Linked DNA regions of Drosophila melanogaster: all the other regions are linked to region 1. The links are chromatin contacts, called in public Hi-C maps. All regions are on one chromosome and are shown on one strand. The core of a region is the stretch at or near the end of the contact, and the rest is flanking DNA. Distances in the headings are between cores, read along the strand shown.

Region 1 (5,154 bases), core at 1,139-3,638:
TATGTTGTTAGCACACATTTAGTGGGTCGGTTTCTTCTACATACATATGTACATATATTTTACTTAACTTCGTGTACACTAATTTATTCGTTGCATTTCATTGTCGCCTTCCGTTCGGTTCAATTAAATTACAGCTCAATGCAATAAAATGATCTCACTTGATCAACTTGCTGCGAAAAAAAAACTTTCCACATATGTTTCTACACACATAAGATACATTTATGATTCATATAGCATTTTCTTGCTTAAACAGCAAGATCAAAGAAAATAATGTGTTGTCAAGCACGGCGCCTCTGAAATAAATCTGATACAATTATCTCCTCTCTGGCGAAATTTAATATGAGTGAAATTTGTTCTGGCAAGTTTCTTAAAGTTGTCGTATTGATTCCCGAATGTTCGATGCACGTAGGTTCCCTAACCGAATCGTCCTCGTTCTCAATTGAATCGATCCAATCAACAATTTATGGCCATTTCCTATGCGACTTTGAAATTTGTTCGTATTGATTTTTACAAAGTGTGTTGGTCTGCAATTATTTCTATGTCATAGAAGCCTACAAATCCGCCGTGGTAAAACTGTTTTTTTCTCTAATTCTGTTATAATTGTATCTAAGCGAAATATTATATATTTTTTTTAGTCAGTGTTACTTTCGTAACAATCTATTTTCCTAGTACATTGCATGTTCAGTCCTTGACAACACCTATTTGAATTTGAAGTTGGAATTCTAAAAATAGAATTTATTTCACCACCCGCGATGATTAAAGAACGTCTAAGTATCTCAACCACTATCTTAACAGGCCACGCTTATTTTTATCAGTTTTTAGTGGAAAACCCATATGTGGAGCATGCCAAATGCAGATGATAGAACATTTACACGCGGCATGCACAGGAAAAGCTTCAAGTCCATTCCATGCCAGCAATCGATGACGATGACAGTGGCAACCACTTGTCACATTCATATCTTTTGCACTTGATGTAAGCAACTAAAACTTGAACAGGCAAACGAGTTTCACGCCGAGATTGACTTGACGACTTGTCGAGTGGTTCCAGTGGATTCTGGACCTCATGCCCACTTTCACCCAGCGAGTGCATGTCCCTCGCCATCGAGAAAGTTTCACTTCAATTACCCAGCTTACATGGGCCTTAACTCATTAAAGCGTAAACGGTGAAGAAGATATTCCTGATGCTTAAGTCATTATACTTATATGGAAAATGAATGATTAAATTTCATTAAAGTAAAGTATGTCTGAACATAAGGTACGATCCTTAATTAACTATTGTACAACTACTTTCTGGCTTAGTTTCTAATTGTTTAGCTTTTTCTTTATGTCATTAAAGAAATACATATGTAATAGATCAACAAAAACATGGACTTAAACACTGATGATACCATTAAATGCCGATTAATGTATTTATGTACATATGTTCTAAGAATAAATAAGGGCATAGTATTGGGTACTGTGTCAGTAATTTCAAATTCCTGTAGTCTTTGTGATCAGCAACAGGTGGCCTGCCGTTATTACCTTCAGGTGTCGCCTGGCTAACGTGGCTGAAATATGTAACAGGTTGCCAGTTTGGTCTAAATGGCACAGCAGTTCCCGTTTTCACGGTACACCGTCTCCTCTCGAAAATGGAAAAAGAAAGTGCTCAATTGAAATAACCAGCTGCACTTAATTGATTACACCAAGCCAATGTTAATTACCATATTCCTTAAGATTTTTTAAGTTCCGTGCACCACAGTTGAGTTTAATAGGTCTGAAAAGTGATAGTGTGTTAATAGAAATTTCTTTAAGAAATAAAAACAAATTGCAAATACTTACCGTTTAATTGGGATGAATCTTAGTCATCAAATCGGCTGCCACTTCGAAACAGCGCACTTCAGCATGGTGATGTTTGCTTGGTTAATGGACCTTAACATCAAGGTGCACTTCCTGCACTGGTGCCTGCTCCTCCTTTACGACCAAGCCGATATAACGGTTCCACCATCCGTATCGTGGGTCTGGAGTCCAGATCCGAGTCCTTATTACCCAACGAAGATGTCGTCGTAGTCCGGTGGCGGGTGTGGTGATGTGGATGTGGACAGGTAGCTGCTGTTGGCGGGACTTAACAGTGAACGATCAGGACCAGGGCTCGGCGGCAGTGGCAGTGGAGTTCCAATTGGTGACCACGGGTTTGTGGGGGTGGCGCTGTTGATCGGAGTCGTCGGTGTTGGTGTTGTGGACGCGTATATCTAAGCGCTGTCCGCCAACTCTTTGACCCAATATGGCTCGACTCAGGGTCTGGCTCTTCAAACTGCCCGTCCTGTATATAATTGGCCAAGAGGCGTAAATTTGTTACAATTGAAATTGAATTATCCCAGTCGCGGAATATTTTAGCGCTAATAAGAAAGTGTTACCAGATTCGGAACAGCATAAGAACGCAATTTTCGTTGAATGGACGTTCTGCTTTGTGTCCATGTGTTTCTATTTGTGTTTGTAAGTAATGTATGTAACAACAACAAACAACATGCACAAATAAATGTAAATGTGTAGGTGTGTGGAGCGATTTAATAACAGGGCACAGTGTTGCGTTTTGAAACATCGACAGCTATTTTTTTGTCTTGCTTTTTCGCACTCGTTTTCATTCCAATTTTTGCGCGACTTCCAATTGGAATATTGGAATATTTCTGAGAGAGAAATTAAAAAGAGAACGTAAAACCATAACATAACTGGACCCAACTTAGATCTGGGTTTTCCATTGATTACCCATTTACCCGATATATTTGACTTTATTGGTCAACGATGTGACGCTGTGGACTCCTGACTAATCATCACACGGGTAATGCATTAGAAAGTCTATATATATATAAGAGAATAAAAGTCAACATGTGAAGACTATTCAAAAACTAAGCTTGTAGATTTGGATCAGCTTAGAGCCTGTATTAGTGAAAATCAAACTACTTTAATTTAAAACGTACAAATGGTAATCACCTTAATTAGTGATTTAATGCATATAACAATTTAAAAGCTACATTAATTAAGCTGGTTAATATGATAATAAGCGCTTAAGCCGAACTCTGCTGAAAAGCTGGCTTCTTTTTTCCAATAACTGACTTTTGGATAAGCTGAGACTTAACTTTAAAATGACAAAGATATCTCTCAAATTACCCTTTAAGCGTAGCTTAAATCGCTGATCTATCAATAACTACGAAAGAAACCCCCATAGACCATAAAATAAATGATTTCAATAATAGGAAAATGCTGAGCTAAACAAATTTTTCTGAGTGTTCCTAAGCCTATCTTACGACGACCGGCATGCTCACGGTGCCACCACTAGCCGCCCAAAAACGTTCTGCTCTTCTCCCGCTCTCGCGCGCTCCCACACACACGTGTGCAGCGGACCCTACACCTACGTCGCGGCACACCAACACACAGAACGCGGGCGGTTGAAGCGGCAGAGCTATCGCCAAGTAAATTCAGTCGCGCATTTCACCGTTTCCGAATCGGACGAACCGGGCGTGCTTGCTCTCCTGCTGCTTTCGAGATCGGAGTCCCGATAAGGATATAACTACAACCTAAAGAGGAATCCAAGCCTCCTCCTGCCGCTAGTTTCGAAAAGTAAATAGAGTACTTGTTATCAACTGGGAAGCGGAGATACATAGCTCCGATATTCCTGTTAAAGCCAGACAAACGGATACCAACAAACAATCGCCATGTGCGTCGTCGTCCCTTCTCGTTTCACACATCGTGCGATAAAAATACCGCTTTGCTTTTTGTGTTTATTTAAAAATTTTGGTTAGGAAGTGAACTCGAACTCGTGACGTTTGCATTTTCACAACAACAAAAAGAGCAAAACATAGCAGAAGAACCCCAGAAGAAACAGGAACAGAAACCGTTGACCGAGTGCCAGTGTGAAGGTCTAGGCACAAAGAACCGCTACCAAGAATCTCTTGGGAGTAGGGAGGCTCTTTACAATGACAACATTGCACCAAAGATGGACTCTCTCTCTAAAATGCATTTCATACCAATATTTACTTTTCCGCTGAGCACTGGCATCTGGTTCTTTGTTCCAACGGACTTATCGATCCTCCGTTCCATTTCTTCGATCTTCTTCGCGATCCAAGTGCACCTGATGCAGTACAGTTCTTTCACGATAAGTCACACTTCAATTACGATCTCGGTGTATTGACCAAAATCAATATTTTCCAATCTATCTTCGAAAAGGAATTGTTCAAAGCGATTAATAAATATTTGTGAAATAAATTTTAAAAATATCACTTTCCAATGTAACAAATATTGCCACTTTTTGAAGAAATTCTTGAATTTTGTGCATATGTATGTATGTTTGCAGAGCACATATTTATGCACTAGTAGTGCGCTTCCTGTTCTATTTTTGTTGAACTGACGCAGCATTTTCCATCTAAAGTTTTCCAAAATAATGTTTACTATTTTTTCATGTATTTATTTGTCTTAAGACGTGCACAATTTTACTATTTCGTTAGTGAAAGTTCTGTAGGAATATTTCATTTTCTCTTCATTTAAAATAATTATTTCATGCATGACTAAACGGATTGCTTTGTGGTGGCATTTAATAAGAATTAACCTAAGAATATTGGGAAATTTTACAGGTTTACCCATAAAAAACTCATAAATTCGTATATATTAATTGGTATATAAATCATATGAATAATATCAGTCGACAGCCCAATCATTTTAAAGTACCAAGCGAATACGAGTTTTTAATTGCAGTTCATTAGCAACAATTCATTTTTGGTTATATTTTATAAATTGCTATAGCGATCATGCTATTGTATAATGCATCATGATTTTCGATCAGATCATTTCTTATCAATAGAGTAGCACGCATTGCTCTAATCAATGGAATTTCGGACAGACCGCATGTCTGGTTAGCATTGAATTTTAAACATTCATACATACGAGTATGTATCAGGTGACACCGTTTATATAATATACATATATAAATACTTTTCCTCAATGGATCTGATTTACTAGCTATGTAAATAAGTGCCAGTGTTTTTAAATTTGCGCTGAAGCATTTAACTTTATGGTTTCATTTGTGAAACCATAGCAGCTGTTTTCTTCGAAAGTTGTGCGAACTGGGCAATAATTTATTGTATAAACAATCTTAGCAGCTGTCATTACATAATAATTAATTTT
Region 2 (5,154 bases), core at 831-3,330, 240 kb before region 1:
ACTTTCGACATCAGTTTCCTGCTAAAACACAGATAATGCCCCAAAGTGATTCATTGAGCTATACAAGTGGGTTGGGTATTCCATTTTGGCTGCGAGCAGACTTTGAACTTGTGTCATCGAAGAATGGAGCCCGGAGGACGACCGACCTTGGCTTCTACACTGTCAGAAATACATATATGTATCGCCAAGGTCAGCCCACCAAAGACACTTGGAAGGCGCAATTGAGCAGCCTTTTGAAACAGCTATCCAGGTGCTTACTTCTAATTTCTTCATACTTGAGTGATACACTGACAGTAATTATGTACAACTTTCGATGAATACAAAAATTAATGGTAATATGTGTGTTTACACTTTTGTGTTTACTGAAGCGTAAATAAATAAATGCTTAAATGATTTCATATTATAACAAATATTTCTTAGTATTATATATAAATATATATATATATTTTTTGTGTGTGTTTTTATTATTAAAGAAATCCTTTTGAAGTACGCATGTTTTCTTTGTATTGAGACTGCTGAAAGAAAATGTAATTTATTAAAGAGCCGCTCAATTTTTCCCTGTGCACTCCCTTGCAACATTCCGGCTGGCCTCCCACGCGCCAGGGCCGAAAGCAGAGTAAAGTCCTGGGGAATAACGCCCTTGGAATCTCAGGAGCCGCGTGCCAAGACGAAAGTGAGCAGCGAGAAATGCGTGGGCTGAGCATGGATTTCGTATGGCCGTTTCTTTCCCTCGCCGACTGTCTCCCTCTCTGTCTGCTTGGCTTTCTTTATTGCTCCAACGGTTTTCGCTGCTGCGTGGGACTTTCATTCATGAAAATTGTGCTCGAAAGTCGTTCGTTCGTACATCTGTATATAGTAGCACGTTGTGATGGGCCTTACCTAACGGTATATGGTGTGTATGGGTGTGCGTTTTATGTAAAGCTAGTGCAACGCAGGCGCAGCAGGAAGTTTGTTGTTTGTGGAGAAATTTTTGCACGCGCCGCATATCCTTGAAATTGTCCTTCCATGCGATTTCTGTATGGGTACACACGTATATCCTTGTGTGAGTCTCTTCTTTTTGGGTGTAAATATCAGGGTCATGGTTATAAAATTAAACATTTCATCGAGTCTCCAATATAACTGGCTCTTGGAGGAGCATTTGCGCAGGAGCTTTCGTTAGAGAGTAGACAGCGACTCCATTGATGATTCCGATTCTTCTGGGCTCCGTAATTTCTTATCTGTCTAAATTAGTGGTCCATTAACTTTTGCACTCTAGTGAAGTGAAATGTTAACCGCGCTCTCGCAAAAAGAGAGTAACAATAAAGTAGGTTCCATCGCGAAGGGTAAGGTGGGTGGTGGTGGGAGTAGTGGGAGAGTGAGAGAGAGCTAGTTTGGATGGCGAATTCAATGAATCAACACGAACACACGCATTTTACTTGCCACACGCATACCACAGCACAAAAATATCAATGAACTTTACACAAAACTTTGGGAGCGTATGCAGCGTGGAGAAATAGTCAAAGTGCCAAAAGAGTGCGGGAGAGAAAGGCAGGTGGGAAATTTGAAATACGAACCCAGTTATGAAATAATTATTTAACATACGGGAAAATATGATTATTTAATATATTTAAAAAATTTTATGTAATTTATAGAATTAAAACAAAGTCTTTACTTTATCTAAATTTTATTCAGGAACTCTCTTTGTATTTACTTTTTTCCCCATTTTTTCTCCTTTTTTAACCGAGCAAATTTCCAAGTGGGTCTGTGCCTGTGCACTGGCTCTTGCTCACCTTTTGGAGAGTTGCTCTTCTCTCCGGTTCGCGTACCTGTGTGCGCGGGTGCGTTCTTCCTTTCATTGCGTGTAACGGACTGTTTGTTTCGAAATAGTAATTCCCAAATGTATTTTTTTAAACGAGAAGGCAAAAAGATTCAATATTTTATAAGTTATTTCTTAATACTGCGCCTAACAAATACAATATTGTTATTGGGTTTCGCTCTTCGAATTCCGACGGAGAGAATTGGAGAGTCGGAGAGCAAGTGCAACTGTGTTCGTATTTTTGGAGAGCAACGAGGCTATTTAAGCAACCCACGACGCGCTTATTTTGTTATTGCCCGATTATCTTTTACCCGCGCTGCTTGTGTGTGCTCGCTTTCCATTCGAAAAAAACATCAACTCAAAATATGGATATTTGATAGAAGTAATTACCTATTTGTTTGGGAAATATTCAACGGTTTTTGGATGTTTTAGTTACTCGATGACAGGTTCACCGCACGTTTTTTCATTCGATTCCGAACTGTTGTTGTTGTTTTAGCGAAGCACACCTAAAAAATACAAAACCACTCACACACACGCGAAACATACACACGGTTGTGATTTGGCGCGCTCTTGTGTGCGTGTGTACATACAACAAAAAGCAAAAAGCAACGAATTTCGGTGTGCAAAGAAACATAAATCGGCAAGCGAGGAAATCGGAAAGCCAAGAAACAAAAAAAACAAAACAGTGCAAGTTACAGATTTCCCCAAACGAGATAAAAACAAAAATTCCTTTTTGATTTCCAAGATTTTCATCTGCGCGGGAGTGTGTGTGTGTGTAACAGCAACAAATACCATTGCACGGCCAAGAAAGAAGAAGAGAACCAGCGCGAAGCAGAAGAAGAAAGATGATGTAAACTTTGTTGTAACCAAAAGAAAAAAGAATAACATAAAAAACGAGTGAAGCAGAGAACAGAGCTAAACGGGAAAAATAGTGGCAGTGCTTCGAATTCTTCCAGTCTTTGAGTGATTTTTTGGGAGCTCTTCAAAATGCCAGAAACGGAGCACGAGACCTGCAGCAAGGAGTGGCTGCAGTCCCAGTTGCGATCCCTGGACTCCAAGGACCTGATCCTGTTGGACTGCCGCGGCTCGCACGAGTACAGTGAGTCGCACATCCGCGGAGCCGTCAACCTATGCATACCCAGCATCGTCCTCCGTCGTCTGGCGGTTGGCAAAATCGATCTGGCCTCCACGATCAAGTCGCCCGAGCTGAAGCAACGCATCCAGTCGGGCTACAAGCTATGCTGGTTCATCCTCTACAACGGCGAAGGCGTGCCCGGCCAGAATCAGGAGATCGCCGGAGCCGGATCCCTGGCCGTCGCCATGGACTCCATCATCAGCATCCTGCACCGTCGCCTCAAGCAGGACGGCTGCCGCGTAGTTGCTTTACAAGGTGAGTCATAAGTTCAATACTTTGGGTGCCCCAAAAAATAGAACTACAATATCATAATACAAGTGCGGGAGTTACTAAAACCAACTAAGGTTTATATATACCTCTCAATTCCCACATTTAAACTCACGTAATTAATCTTATAAATATGAATACTATCCATGTTGATTTCATAGAATATGTACATATTTGAAATATTAAAGCTTCAGTAATAGAAATGACTAAGTAAATCATTATAAACATAGTAGAAAACCGAAAAATTTCATCCAAAATTTCCCCCCTTAATCTCGTTTGATTAGAATGTAATAACTAAAGTAGTAATATTAAGATTTACATTGTGATATTCTTGGAATGCAATGAATCAATATTACGAATGGAATTTTTTGTTAGTTTACTACGCACCTGTATCGAGAACGGAACTCTCCATTTGTTGATCATAGCTGTGCTATCGGATTCTTTAAATGCCTGATACTTCCCAACACCGCCCATAAATCAATGCCGCACATTCCTATCCTAGGCCTAAGAATATCATAACTTATTTATACTTCCCCAATGTTGTTTGCGGCATTTTTAGCCCGAAACCCCCAAGGAAGAAACCAAAACAAAACAAAACAGCCGAAAGAATATTAATAATACAAGCAAGCACTGCCTGGCCATAAATAAACATTTGCATGGATTTGTTATTGTTTTTTTTTTTTTTCGTTTTGGCGAAACAAGGCAAGCATTCTGGGGGCGGAGACAAAATGACAAATGCAAAAAAAAAAACTAGCAAAATATAATGTAATCCGCACAGCTGATAAAGCTAGCGCCAGATTAGAATTATATTTAGTCTGACTGATCCTGTCCTCCTCCTCTCGCATTCTGATTATAGACATACACTGCATAGATTTCACCTTTCTGAACTTGTTTTTGGTTGACACGATTTTGTTTGACTTTGATAGAAAATTATAATGGCAGGAATTTGTTAGTTTATATATGCTGTGTCTTTTGTTTCCTTATCACAATTGCATGTAAGCTATATTAAAACTTGCGCAAAATATCAATCCAACCATATCGGCGGATATATATGTATATGTAGTTATACCACCCCGCATGCCCTTCCAATTATGCACTTTATTCTGAAACACTATGCCCCTCCTTGATTGGCCCATATCAATTAAGGAGCGATTTAAATATAAATGTGTTTTCAAAATCGTTTGGTATTTTACAAACACGTTCGGAGATTAAGGAAGTCATAAATAAACATCACTGCTGTCGATGCTTTTGAGGTCTTTCCACTATTGTTGGCTACACATTTTCTTTGTGCTCCCGTATAGATTTGTGTCATTCAGAAAAATGTCACAATTGCTTTTCAGCGACTCCGAGGCTCGACTCCCATGACTCAAAGCCACATAAATTGTCATATATACTATATATGCTATACATATGCTTATTTATGTATGTGCTGCCCTATATGCCTGTGCACATAGTCGAAATATATACATAATTATCTGACGACTGACTATGGCTTCGTTTTTATTTTTATCACTTCAATTTCCGCTCGCTTACAAGTCCCACAGAACCCCGTGATTGTTTGGATGTATGTACATATGTATGTACATATACACACTTTTTTGCCGAACAAGCTTTACGCACGTTCTCCTCTGCCATTCAAATGTTTTCTGTTTCTTTTTTTTTTTTGTGTCTGCCTGCTAATATCGCAAATTGACAATAGAGCGTCAACAAATGGACCGGCTTTTCAGCCTCCCAACTCTCTCACCCCACCACCCATCTCTAAGATACTTTTCTTTTTGTACCGATTTCATTTCGAAAGATAAATAGAACTTGAAAGGCCGTGGAATTAGCATAACATAAGGTGCCATCTCAACTATGACGTCAAGCCGTGGAAAGAGATGGCACTCTATGGTGGGAAAGAGATCGCTGCAACGAAGCATCCTGTGAAAACTACCTGTGCACAGGTAATTAGGAGAAT
Region 3 (5,154 bases), core at 1,473-3,972, 160 kb before region 1:
GCTGCCAAAGTATGCAAACCAAAACAAAAATGGGTTATTTTATTTGGCTTGCAGATTTTCAGGAACGTTAATTTTTTTGGCCGTTCGTCATGAATCGGAATGCAAACTTATTCCATATTTAATTTCCCATCATTTGGATGGATCTGATAAACAACCAATGTGTCAACTAGATCTTACTTCCTTACGCAGAAATACACTGCCTTATTGACCTTGCTATAATAACCTAGATTTCGACTCTTGCCTTTCTTATGATGTTTCGAATTTGGCGCCAAGTGTGTTATGTATCCGTTATCTTTTGAGAGCCTGTAGAAGAGTTTTATGTATTTTAGAAAATGTTGATATTATTTAGCGAAGACACCCACCACCGGCATAGCCGCTGGTGTTTATATACATTTTAGACTGGACGGTCACACTGTTGCATCTTCACGTGTTTTCTTTCTGTTTATATTTCATTTTCCTTAATAAATCGGCTTCTTTTAAGCAAATGGAGTGTTTCAATGCGGAAATACCAGCTGACGGAGTGGTTAATAGCATAGAGACCGAAGAGATTTCGGAAAATGTAGTGAAAGCTGATGAAACCACGCTGGCAAATGGTGAGGATGAAGCCGGAAAAGCCGGCGAGGAATATGCTTACTTGGAGCGAAATGAATTCACTTCGGAAATATTCAAAGTTGAAGTGAAGAACATGGGATATTTCGGTATTGGGGTAGGTAGTTGAAATCTAAGCCTTTATATGAATATAACAACATTATAACTTTGCAGGAGTTTAAGAAGCTTTTGAGAAACACCCTCAAATTTGACGTGACCAAAATCAAGGCTCCAACTCGAAAAGAGTTCGCCTTTGTGTGCTTCCGCAGTCAGGAGGATCAACAAAGGGCCTTGGAGATCCTGAATGGATACAAATGGAAGGGAAAGGTGTTGAAGGCTCATGTTGCCAAGGCCTCGGCCGATCCTCTACAGAAAAAGCGAGCTGCCGAGGAACAGGAGTCGGAGAGAAAGCCCAAGAAACAACGTACGGCGGTGGAAGCCACGTGTCCTCTGTCGCACATTGCCTACGACCAGCAGATTAAACAAAAATCCGAGGAAATGTCGGCACTTCTGGCGAAATACACCCAGGAACTTCGGAAGGTCAATCCGCGGGCAAAGCCCCACTTGGATAAGTTCCAATTCCACGAGGTGCTTCCCTCACCCACCGTTAATGGGTATAGAAATAAAAACGAGTTCACCGTGGGAAAGAACTCCGTAGGCGAAGTGGTTGTGGGCTTCAGATTGGGCTGCTACAGCGATGGATCTGTGGAAGTAGCCGAGGTCGCAGACTTGCCACATCTACCGGAGCAGGCCAAGTGGGCTGCTCGCAGTTTCCAGGACTTGGTGAGGAAGTCCAAGTTCTTGCCCTTCAATCCGGACGGAAATATTGGCCACTTCCGGCAGCTAATGGTGCGGTGCTCCAGTGCCACAGGTGAACTAATGCTGGTGGCGGGCATATACTCCTCGAACTTAAGTGAAGACGAACAAGTTGAACTTAAGCAAGAACTGAAGTCCTTCTACGAAGATCTGGCAAATGATGCTCCGTACAAATGCAGCTCTCTGTATTACCAAGATGTCAAGCATCGGGAAGCAGGTCAGACGATTAATCCGGTGGAACACATTTCGGGCAGCACCCACATCACCGATACCATACAGGGTCTCCAGTTTCGAATCAGCCCACTGGCCTTTTTCCAAATCAACACAGAAGGAGCCAACGTGTTGTATCAAAAGGCCATTGATCTAGTTGCTCCTACTAAGGACACAACTATGTTGGATATTTGCTGTGGTACTGGCACCATTACCCTTGCGTTCGCCAAGCACTGCAAGAAAGTGATGGGCGTGGAGATCGTCCCTGATGCGATTAAGGATGCCGAGTTTAATGCGGAAGCGAATGGCATTAAAAATGCAAAGTTCTTTACAGGAAATGCAGATGATTTCATCAAGAGTATGGTGCGCGAAGCTCTCTACGATCAGGAGCCGGGTAAACCATTGGATCTTATTGCCGTGGTGGATCCCCCCAGGGCTGGACTGCGTAAGTTTACGTTGCTTAAATATTATAAATTTGCTGAATTATTTTAAGGTTCAAAGCGCTATACCTTTCCAAATTTCTTATTTGTTTTTTTCAGACCACCGCTCGATAGCCGCAATTCGATCAGCCGATGCCATCAATCGTCTGGTCTACGTCTCCTGCAATCCGCACAGTGCTAAGCGGAATTTCATCGAGCTGGCCAGACCGGAGTCTAAGCAATACAAGGGGGAGCCATTCTACCCAAAGTCCGCTGTGGCCGTTGACATGTTTCCCCACACCATGCACACCGAGCTGGTCATTCTGTTCGAGCGTGAACCTAAAACAAAGGCGGATGAGAAGTCATCGCCAGCGGAGGGAGCTGCACAGTCAAAGTCTGAGGCAACCGAAGAAGCTGTTAGCGAGGAGAACACCACATCCGTAACGTGACGTGTTTGTTGCCGGGTACAGTTCACTTCGCTGCAATCTCTTGCACATTTGCTTAATCTCTTTCTATAATCTTTTAGGTCAGTTGCGATTCGCTGAGACACCCAATATGTCTCAGTACCTCCTATCTGCCGCGATGCTGCCCTCTATCATTGTCTCTCTTTGTGGCGACTGCTCTACGACTTTTATTGTTTTAAATTGATTTAATTGTATTTACGCTGTGCGACGGGGAGGAAGTGGAAAAAGTGACAGAAGCGACTTCCTATTTAGCAAAAGACTAAGTTTAAAGCCCTGTTCAACTCGACATAGTCCGACATCCCCATCAGTGTTATTCAGGCCTCTGGAGGCCCCTGTGTGCGTGATAAGAATCGCTGCTCCGGTGGAAGTGTGGTGCTCATAAAGTTCTCATAAAGGTGTAGAAACCGCGTGAAAAAACAGCTGAGAGGTGCTACAAGTCCAACGCCCCCTCAAGGGCAAATTGATGAACAACGACCCTGACAACGATCATTGATCATGTCCGACCAGGTACCAGTTAACGATTATTTCATAGTCTAAACATATGTTCTATTGTTAAAAGTAGAAAGGGTAGTATTTAAAAGATGTTGACGTTGATATTGATCTATCAACCATATTAAAAGATTCGAAAATGACTTCATGCGTATGACGCGAATTCAGTTGTTTCGTTGTTTGTCTAAAGATAAGTTTTATTAATTTACTAAGGCAATTTGAGTTATGGCTGTTTTTTTTTATAAAGTTGAATATTTAAAAAGTCGTAGAAGTGCAATTAACTAGTTAAGGCCAGAGATGTGCCGTAATGAAATTGGCCAACTTAATAGTTAATACGTATGGGGCTGATCGCACGGATATTGCTCAATAAAATGTGTTTATATAAATCTTATCTAAGGTAAACAATCGCATTCGCTTATTTCGCCTTTCCGATTACATGTTCTTAACGAGAAGTGGTTGGATGATGTAAACAACAGATGTAGCCGTAAGCAAAGTCTTATAGAATAAAACAAAAAAATATTATTGTTTTGAAAAAGAGAACAACAAGCAAACGTGACCGATATCATGTTGAATATACTATGTAGAAAAACAAATCGGGACGCGACAGCCCTGAATTTTTATGCGACTCGACTTCCTAGAAGGGGGTGTGTTAATAGCACACGTACACACACATAAACATACATATAACTATAGTGGAAAGCCAAAATAAGCTTTCGTAAACATTAACGAAATAAACAAGAAAAACAAATAAATTGGACTTTGGAGCCAGTGGGGCGATTCGGCTACTCGGCAAATTGATTGTACAAAATATAGCAACATAAATAAATATGAAAACATTGTGCGCCGCAACTATTATAAATCAAGAGAAAAGGAGAAATTGGCAGGAAAGTGAATAAAATGCGGCTGAATTTGTTTATTCATTCGGCTATATTTATGGCCTCGTGTAAGCCAAGATATAGCAACAACTAGCAACACCCAAAATATGCGATTACGATCGGAACAGGGAGCCCAAGACCTTGACCGGAGAGCTTTGTTTCCGAAGCCGAAAAGCTTGAATAGTTCTTGCCTTATCAAACAAACACTCAACTAACTGTGCGATGTAAACAAACAGCGAGGAAAACAGCAAATTTTCAACCGACGAAAACCGGTTCCCCTAGAGAGAGATATATGGCGGTCTTCCGGAGAGAGCTTTTCGGCTGATGCCATGTCTGTGGATGTGGATGTCGATGTGCTGGTGGATGTGGACGAGAAGCTGCGGCGAGGGCCTGGCTACGACTACGCCCCACACATCGGACTGAAAACCGCTTCACGTGCGTAACACCATCGCCGCCGACAGCTGCACACGACCAACACGTTTTCTCGGCGGAGCAAATGGCCTCGTGGCATAGTGGGGGATGGACCGGGGTTTGGGTTCTCCAATGTGCTCTTGTTGTCATCCGCGCTCAGGCTGCGAGCTTTTGGATTGCGTGCTACGCCGAGCAGCGCAACTACACAGCACATTTTATGGGGAGTTTTAGTGGGATACCCTGTGAATGTGGGTATATTTGAAGACTGACCTCACGTAACTCGGCCGGGGATTGGGTTTCACTTGTGAATTTTGGTATGCAAAAGGGTTTGAGTATGTTTAAACTTATAATGGCAAAAGATAATCAATGAGTAAACATTATTTTATCCGACCAGCTAGTATATTGCACTGTATTTTCTAGTTATATATTCTTTTTATTGATTTAGCCCAAAGCAACATTCCTTGCTAATATTCTCCTAGTTATTCTACAGACAAAGCACTCTGTTTTCCCTTATCGGTACTTTAAATGGATCAACCAGTGCCGTTTAATTATGCCCACTCATAAACAGTTAGCCTAGGAACATTTTGATTACCACCTAGACGGTTGATTAAATTTCGCATATTCCGCTTTGTTCTCCTGTCCTGATTCTGGACGATCGAGGGCATTGCTAATTCGATTAATCTTCATGTTTTCTGTATTATCTGGTGTGTTTCGCTGTTTTCTGTTTTTGTTTCGTCGCTGCCCGTCGGTAGAGGCCAACAACATTTCGAAAAAGCCCCAGCCGCAACTGTACCGCCGGACTGAAAACCAAAACAAATCGCCAAGTCGTCGGATACGACTACGACTCTCGCACAAAGAAAAAAGCTCCGCCACTCAGTTTCG

What was found. Hi-C and Micro-C count contacts between places; a contact is called where the count stands out from the background.
Region 2: a Hi-C map of the Kc167 cell line shows a contact between it and region 1, with 2.5 times the contacts expected there. A contact is called at or near these places in 3 of 107 Hi-C or Micro-C datasets (the Clone 8 cell line, the Kc167 cell line and wing imaginal disc).
Region 3: a contact with region 1 is called in a Hi-C map of the Kc167 cell line, with 3 times the contacts expected there. A contact is called at or near these places in 6 of 107 Hi-C or Micro-C datasets (the Clone 8 cell line, the Kc167 cell line, the S2 cell line and 1 more).

Annotation. Positions count from the first base shown.
Region 1 is chr3L:18,838,813-18,843,966 of dm6, reverse strand. lncRNA:CR32027 (long non-coding RNA:CR32027) reads right to left here and starts at 2,388. Exons shown (of 3, transcript NR_048296.1): 1 at 1,819-2,388; 2 at 1,701-1,753; 3 at 1,181-1,621. All of the region lies in intron 1 of Indy (I'm not dead yet), which reads left to right.
Region 2 is chr3L:19,083,352-19,088,505 of dm6, reverse strand. Mkp3 (Mitogen-activated protein kinase phosphatase 3) reads left to right here and starts at 2,080. Exons shown (of 5, transcript NM_001275103.1): 1 at 2,080-3,185. The coding sequence starts at 2,783.
Region 3 is chr3L:18,995,851-19,001,004 of dm6, reverse strand. CG18135 reads left to right here and starts at 2,722. Exons shown (of 2, transcript NM_176346.2): 1 at 2,722-3,004. The coding sequence starts at 2,993. CG3808 reads left to right here and starts at 397. Exons shown (of 4, transcript NM_140826.2): 1 at 397-706; 2 at 763-2,059; 3 at 2,154-2,497; 4 at 2,560-3,130. The coding sequence starts at 485. The coding sequence ends at 2,482. SmydA-2 (SET and MYND domain containing, arthropod-specific, member 2) reads left to right here. Exons shown (of 3, transcript NM_140827.3): 3 at 1-20.